Regions from separate parts of the Capra hircus genome. Here region 1 is linked to region 2. Evidence: chromatin contacts called from public Hi-C data. All regions are on one chromosome and are shown on one strand. The core of a region is the stretch at or near the end of the contact, and the rest is flanking DNA. Distances in the headings are between cores, read along the strand shown. Region 1 has its middle 8.8 kb from the start of IRF1. Region 2 overlaps SLC22A5 (solute carrier family 22 member 5).

Evidence for each region. Hi-C and Micro-C count contacts between places; a contact is called where the count stands out from the background.
Region 1: a Hi-C map of blood shows a contact between it and region 2, with 4 times the contacts expected there. The contact joins two enhancer-like sites. A contact is called at or near these places in 3 of 5 Hi-C or Micro-C datasets (all in blood).

The regions. Positions count from the first base shown.
Region 1 is chr7:88,644,616-88,648,492 of ARS1.2, reverse strand. No RefSeq gene overlaps it. Among named protein-coding and RNA genes, the nearest start is that of IRF1, 8.8 kb to the right of the region's middle. Within about 2 kb of position 1,687, at least 1 of the 5 cell types and tissues checked has an H3K27ac peak or open chromatin away from gene starts, as enhancers often do.
Region 2 is chr7:88,526,430-88,530,510 of ARS1.2, reverse strand. It overlaps SLC22A5 (solute carrier family 22 member 5), which reads right to left. Exons shown (of 10, transcript XM_005682678.3): 4 at 2,904-3,075; 5 at 1,569-1,695. Among named protein-coding and RNA genes, the nearest start is that of SLC22A5, 17 kb to the right of the region's middle. Within about 2 kb of position 1,955, at least 4 of the 5 cell types and tissues checked have an H3K27ac peak or open chromatin away from gene starts, as enhancers often do.

The sequences.
Region 1 (3,877 bases), core at 438-2,937, 120 kb before region 2:
ATGACCACTGGAAAAACCATAGCCTTGACTAGACGGACCTTTGTTGGCAAAGTAATGTCTCTGCTTTTTAATATGTTATCTAGCTTGGTCATAACTTTCCTTCCAAGGATTACGCGTCTTTTAATTTCATGGCTGCAATCACCATCTGCAGTGATTTTGGAGCCCCAAAAAAATGAAGTCTGACACTGCTTCCACTGTTTCCCTATCTACTTCCCATGAAGTGATGGGAGCAGATGCTATAATCTTCATTTTCTGAATGTTGAGCTTTAAGTCAACTTTTTCACTCTCCTCTTTCACTTTCATCAAGAGGCTCTTTAGTTCCTCTTCACTTTCTGCCATAAGGGTGGTATCATCTGCATATCTGAGGTTATTGATATTTCTCCTGGCAATCTTGATTCCAGCTTGTGCTTCATCCAGCCCAGCGTTTCTCATGATGTACTCTGCGTATAAATTAAATAAGCACGGTGACAATATACAGCCTTGATGTACTCCTTTTCCTATTTGGAACCTGTCTGTTGTTCCATCCAGTTCTGTTACTTCCTGACCTGCATACAGGTTTCTCAGATGGGTCTGGTATTCCCATCTCTTTCAGAATTTTCCAGTTTATTGTGATCCACACAGTCAAAGGCTTTGGCATAGTCAATAAAGCAGAAATAGAAAACCCCATCTCTTCCTTTTCTTGCAGTCGGCTAAAGGCTACTGACCAGGAAACAGGTACTCTGTTTACCAGGTGGCTCCTGCCTATCTCCCTTAGCCAAAGTCCACCCTCAATTCCTGCTCACACCCTTTAAGCCAGCATTGTCTCTGCACCCTTTTTTCTTCCCTAGACTCTAAGAACGGAGAAGGTAGTGGCACCCCACTCCAGTACTCTTGCCTGGAGAATCCCATGGACGAAGGAGCCTGGTGGGCTGCAGTCCATGGGGTCGCTAAGAGTCAGACACGACTGAGCGACTTCACTTTCACTTTTTACTTTCATGCATTGGAGAAGGAAATGGCAACCCACTCCAGTGTTCTTGCCTGGAGAATCCCAGGGACGGGGCAGCCTAGTGGGCTGCCGTCTATGGGGTTGCACAGAGTTGGACAGGACTGAAAAGACAGCAGCAGCAGCTGCAGCAGCAGACTCCAAGAAGGGTGCTATCCAGCAGGGGGCGCTGCGGTCACAGGGTCAGAGCTTTCAGAGGGCTGGGACTTGAGAGTAGGACTCGGGTCCCCTGGGAACACAGGTGGACATGGGGGTGGACTCTGGTCCTGCTAGACAGCAGAGGGATGATGAATTTATAGAACACTGCATCCAGCAGTGGGGCACCCTTATCCAGCCTTCCTGGCCTGTTGTACCCACACACCCAGCGTCCAAAGGGCAGGGCCAAACAGTGCTGGTATGTCGTTTCAGGTTCTGGCTGTGATCACCAGTGACCTGGGTATTCCTGGGACAATGTGTGAATTTTTATCACCTTTCCTACACTTTAGCTCAATGCCCTCAGCCCCCCAGACTCATAGCCTGAGATCAAAGCAATGGCCCCTTAGGCAAAGTGGGGAATCTCCCTACATTTCTCCCAGAATGGGGAACCTTGGGAAGGCCTGGGAAGGGTTCTACTCCAACCCACCTCACATCCGGGCCATCCACGGATATTGCTGTCAACTAAACTCACTTCTCTCCATCCCCTGTGGCCAGAGCCCCAACCCACGTGGAGCGACCCGAGCTGCCTCCTATCCATTGCCCTGCCTCGGTTTGCACCAGGGTCCCAGACAAGGGCAATGCAAGTAGGGGCCTGCGGCATGACATTCAAGGGGAGGCACTCACTCTCGTGGTCAAGCAGGAACACAGTTGCGTGAGCGTTTCCTCCACAGAGAGATTTCTGAAGCACAGATCAGACTCTCAGTTTCACCCTGCACAGCCAGGATCAAGTCCATACTTCTGAGGAGCACTAAAGCCTCTTCACGGTATGGCTCTTGTGGGCTGGTCCAGCCTTAGTTCCTGGAGCAGCCATACAAGGCCACAAGGCCACACCACAAGCAGGATCTGTCCTGCACTTGGGAGCCTCCAGACTTTTGCTTGGGCTGTGCCTACAATCTAAACACGCTCTCCCACGGCTGACTCATCACCCTTCCAGGCCCTTGAATGCTAGTTCCTCAGAGTGGCTGCCTGTGAACTCTGGCAGAGATAAATCACTTCTATCCCTACGTCCCAGCATCTCTGCTCCTTTCCCTCATACTACAGGTAGGATATACATCTGTCATTCTGGAATCAAGTGCACTTACTAATTGTCTGCTGTTTGTAAGGAGTGAGCTGGGTGCCAGGAGGGGGCTCTGAGGGTAATAACCCCATCTTTTGTCCGCAGAGAGCTCATATCCAGGGTAGCGGTGGGGACCGTGCCGACTCACTTCGAAGTGCCTCTGCATGGCTGGTACAGGCATGAGGCTGAGAAACATTGCATGCCCATCAGATGCCCCTATGTCTTCAGCCTTCTAGAGTCACCACTCAACTAGCAACAAAGAATACATGTGTGCTCCAGCCCATGCAGCTGTGGGATGTCTTCTCCAACATTCTTGAGGGTTCTTGAGGAAAGGAGACTAATTTTTGTTTCCTGGCAGTGATGAGTCACCAGGGGCCTCCTGGCTAAGAGTGCCTTCTCCCAGCAAACCCTGGTCCATTTTACCCCCAATGTGGACCGAGTCCTCTGAAATACTCCCAGAGCAGCAATCTAGGAGTTAGCTATCACAATGGCTATCTGACCTGGTGACATGATCATTGTAGTCTCTCACTTGCCAAGCTGGAGGGCAGTCGGTCATGCTTTCTCCGGACTATCCAGGCAGGTGGCTCTCTGCTGACCCTTCATCCCTCCTGCCCGTCAGTCAGTCAGTCAAGAGAGACTTTCTTGATACTCACTCATGCAGAGAAAGGACTGGAACCTCTCACACTTAGCTGAGGTTCTATCTAAATTGAGGCCTTTGTGGACCTACCTTCCAGGAGAGGAAGAGAAACCCTACCTGACGTTAAGAGCCCCTTTCCCTTTTATGTGGCTGGCTGGCCAATGTCACTGGACACCCAGTCTCTCTGCATGACTGGGAGAGGACACACGTGTGAAGACAACTGAAGAGGGAGCAAAGATCCTCTTGGAATGACAGAACCGCACAGAAATGACCACAGTGATGCTCAGGAAAGCCATGTCCCTCCCTTCTTCCTTCCCACTGGGGGCATACTGATCCGAATCCATCATCCATCCATCTATCCCCATCCATGCCGCACCTCGCTCATAGGGTATCTGCTGTGCTCAGGCGAAGCTGGATCCTGGGGTTATAGCAGTGAACAGGACAGAGCACCTGCTGGGCCAATCCCCTTTTCTCCTGTCTCTTGCCCTGTTTTCCTTCTATGAACATTCCTATAACTCAGCAGTTGCTGAATCCAAGCTACAAAGACATATTCTTGTTGATATTTTCTAGCTTAAGCTACATCTACTGTTTCCAAAATGAGACAGCAAATGAAGTCCGATGTAGACACTCGAAGACCAGGTTTCTTCTCCAAGTCCACTTTATGGGAGAGGATCAGGGATCGGGGTTGAGTTCTCTGCCTCAAAGAGACTGTTTGGACTAGGCAGAGGACCAGCAACAGTGGGTCCAGACTTGGGCCACAAGAGAAGGAGGAGACAAGACCTTATTTGGTCTGGAGCCTCACTAAATTGCTGCCATGGTCTCTGGACCCCTTAGGGGCACCCCCTCAATGTCTTAACCCTTATTTCCATGGCAGCCCCTGGAGTTGGGATTCCCAGGCTGAGTCACCAGGGTCACCAGGGACTGTGCTCATAGCACAAGATCCACTCTTGCAGCGTTTGGAGTTTCCCTGGCCCTCTCCCAGGCCAGCCACCCTGCTCCTGAGCCT
Region 2 (4,081 bases), core at 706-3,205:
GGCTTCACCAGGCCTTGTCGATAACAAATTAGTGAACAAGAAAGAGGAGTAAAAGTAAGTGACCAGCCTGTAACGTAATGCAGCCAAGGAGGAGGCCTACGCTGATTGCTCTCTCTTAGCACCATCCCGAACCCCGTCAATGGCCACATTCCAGGGAGGCCTCTGAGCATTCCTTCCCAAGCCTGGCTCCCAGCCTTCTGGGTCAGAGAGAGAAACTGGCTGTGTAGTTTATTGATATGGTATTTTTTTTAAAGAATTAATGTTTTTTGGTCCTCCTACCATGTAGTTACTGGTCTACTTCCAAGGAAAAAAAAATTTCAGATAGAAAAACAGGAAAATTGACCTTGGCTTCACCCAGTGTAACTTCCTATGAAACTTGGCACAGCCAAGGACATTAATAAACTACACGTCTAAACACACTGATGTTGCTTTCTTAAGCAAACCCAGCTTTGGAGTCTGTTTTTCCTGAGTTAGCAGTTCAACAAAAGGTCAACTTTTGACCTAACTGATCCCCTGAAATAGCCTCATTCCTATAAAAATGCCAGTGGATTCATGGGTTCACCAGACTGACCTCTGCAAAGCTACCAAGGCTACCTAACTCAGAAGCCTTCCCTGCCATCTACCCCTTACTGAACTCTGACCAAGTCCTTTCTAGGACATCCGAGTAGGAGCTGGTGCTGGGCCACTTCTTAACTGTGAGGCTGGCAGAGCCATCAGTGGCCAGTGGCTTCTTTGCCTCCTCTAGTAACTGGTCTCTCTTTCCCAAGCCTAAACTCTGTATTGGAAGTCAGACTGGCTCGAACGCGCCTTTGCACCCAGCAATATGCTCCTGCTGGCTCTTTCCACAGCCAGGCCCTTGTCTTTGTCAGAGCAGAGACATACTCCAGAATCCCATCAGCCAACAATGACATCTAAGCTCTTCTGGGAGCCACGGGACTGAGGAAAACTGCTCGTTACAGACAGGGTGGAAACACAGGGAACAGGAAAGAGAAGCAAGACCCAGGAATCAGGCAGAGCCAGGAAATTACTCACTGCATGGGAGAACAGGGTTTGCAGGAGGGTGTGAGGTTGGGGGAGGGCGGATGTCGAAAAGGACCTGGCTCTAAGACGATGCTCAACCACTCCCCACTGGTAGGCGGAAGGAGACAGGACAGTTTTAACTCCTAATCTATTTTTGTTTCATATTTTAGGCAGTGCATTTTTTTTTAAAATTAGAAACTGCCCAAGGTATAAGAAACAATGATTTCCCAGAATGCCAACTTCATGGAAGACCTTTTACACATAAAGAGTTTTTATTATGAAAAGTAATGGTTTAACTGTATGATCACCTAAAAGAGAAGATGTCTACAAAGTATGAAAATCTAAAATCCACAGGAAAGGTAAAGGAATTGAGGCAGCTGGCACCTTCTCAATTTCTGAATTTTAACAGGACCTGCCTTGGGGGCAGCTGGGGCTTGGGCATAGAGAGGGCCAGGCTGCTGTGTAAAGGGAGGGCTTTGGGGCTGTGTGATGCTGACCTAAAATTGTGGTCACCGGGACCCTCCCACCAGCCCCTGCACGGTGCTCACCTCACTGGAGTCAAAGATGGTTGAAGGTGCAATGATCCCATTGGTTTTGGCAGCCCTACGGATGATCACCTCTGCCTCCTGAAATCGTCCCTGAGAGATGAGCCATCGGGGGGACTCAGGGATGAACCTGGAAGTACAAGAAGCAATCTCACTGAGCCTTCTGTCCCTCAGACCAGGTGGAGCACACGTGGAGGTGGGAAGTGGGGTTTCAGAACCAGAGCGAGGCTTGAGGAATGTTTGATACTTCCATGCCAGAAGCTAAGAGATGCACTGTGCTACAGCCAGTAAGTGTGAGCCTCTGATCACACTGGAGTACACAGAATTTACAGGGGCCGACACACCCTGATGGGTGGGATTCCTCCCTGGCTGGCCACCTCCCATTTCTGAGGAGTGGTGGTGCCACCTGCTGGACACTAAGTAGACAGGCGTAACGTGGGTTCCTGCAGCCCGGCTTCTGTCATGGGCTGAGCTGGGGCGGGGGGGCGGGGGGGGGGACACACCTCACCTTGCTGTACTCCCCTGCTTGTTCCTGGCATCCCCAGAAGCTTTTCCACTGGCCTCTGACAGCTTCTAGTTTGTCGTCATCCCTCCCTCCTTGATTTTTCCACTTGACTCTCTATAGGGCACTTGGGTGTTCTGAGACTTTGTGGGTCTTATTTTCTACCTCACCAGGTGGCCTCTGCCCTTGGGTCATAACCAGGACTCATCTGTGTCTTCTGTGCCCTGTATCTTCTCCCACTATCCTCTGCAATGTTCTCACATCCACGTGGGCCAGGGACCTCACCATCCCTACCTGCAACGTGGGATTCCCGCCTCAGCTGCATTCTCTCTCTTCGTATGGAATAGCCTTCTCTCTGCTTGTCCAGCTCTATCTTGGAGGCTAAGATGGAGCCTGGCTTCCTCCATCCTGCTGCCTGGAGGACTCTCACAACGTGCTACCTCTTCTCTCAGTCCTGTGGCCTGAGGCTGTAGCAGCACGCAACCACAGCCAGGGCCTAAGCTGTCTTGTCCTGCGGTCTGACAGCTTCCTGGAGGTCATGCTGGACTATCGTCTTGCAGCTACTGCTTTTTCCTCTGTCTACACTCCGATCAACCCAGCACAGGGCTGAGAACAAGTCTGTTGATTTCCTGAAGTTGTTTTGTTTTTGGCTTTTCTGTGGATGGAAAAACATTCTGAAAGAACTTAGGATGTGTGGGTTGCTGCTGCCCCCTAGTGAAAGCCAGACAGAAGACACCCTGCTGGTGTCTTCTACAGCCTCATGCCACAGGACCGAAAGAAGAGGGAGCACATTGTAAGTGAGAGTCCTCCAGGTGCCAGGCACAGGGCACACTCACCACCACAGCGCTGCACACAGCACCCCCGGCACCGTCAGCGCCAGCAGCAGCATCCGCCAGTCTCTGATGAAGTAAGCAAACAGTGGCAGCAGCATGTAGCCAAATGCATAAAATATGCACACGCCTAACGTAGAGAATATAATACGAACTGACTTGCCAAGAATTTCTGTTCCTGTTCAAAACAAGGGAGGAGTCGAGTTAGTATTTTAATTCTGGTCATTTCCTTATTCATCTTCTCTTGTGTAATTTTCAACATACAGATAAGGGATCAGGCAGAATTATCTCAAAAGTTTCTAAGCCTTTGGGAGGGACAGGATTCTGACCACCTGCCGCCATCACTTCCTGAAACCCTATGCTAAAGATGCCATGTGGGGCCTCAAATTTAAATCTTCACTGAGGAAGGGTTCATTAAAGGAGAAGTTGCTATTATAGCCACATGTACTGACTATTGCACTTTTAAGAAAAAATTTTCTATTAAATGTGAAGAGAAACAAATAATCCTTTCAACAATCAACCCAAGGAACCTAATGACCCAAAAGCTAGAGTTAGGGTCCTCTGAACAGTGAAACTGGCAGCTTCTCAGTGAAAGCAGGCCAAACCCTTGCACTGTGGATTATGAATTAAAACCGTGAAGGTCTCGTGACTAAAGCCCACCCCCATCAAGTCATTCTTTTTTAAAAAAGATTTTTAAACAAATGTGGACCATTTTTAAAGTCTTTATTGACTTTTTTACAACATTGCTTCTGTTTCGGGTTTTGTTTTGTTTTGTTTTGCCCATAGGCATGTGGCATCTTAGCTTCACAACCAGGAATTGAACTCTCACCCTCTGCATTGGAAGGCAAAGTCTTAACCACTGGACCACCAAGGATGTCCCTCAATTCACTCTTGCCAGTCAATTTCACTAGCCACTGTGTGTTTCAGAAGAGGCAGTTTTCTTCCTTGGTGAGCCTGCCAATCATGGCCCTTGGTCCTCATGTCATGCCTTCCTCTTTCCTTAGCTACCCCAGCCCTGGGAAATGGCAGGCCCTATTTTTAACAGAAGATGTTTAGGTGAACTCTAGCAAAATGGCCATCAAGTACTAATGAGACCAAGGTGCCACACGTTGGGGGCCAGAGAAGAACTGGAAATCAGCAGTTAGGCTATCGTGCTGCTGGGGACACAAGGCTGGGTGGGCACT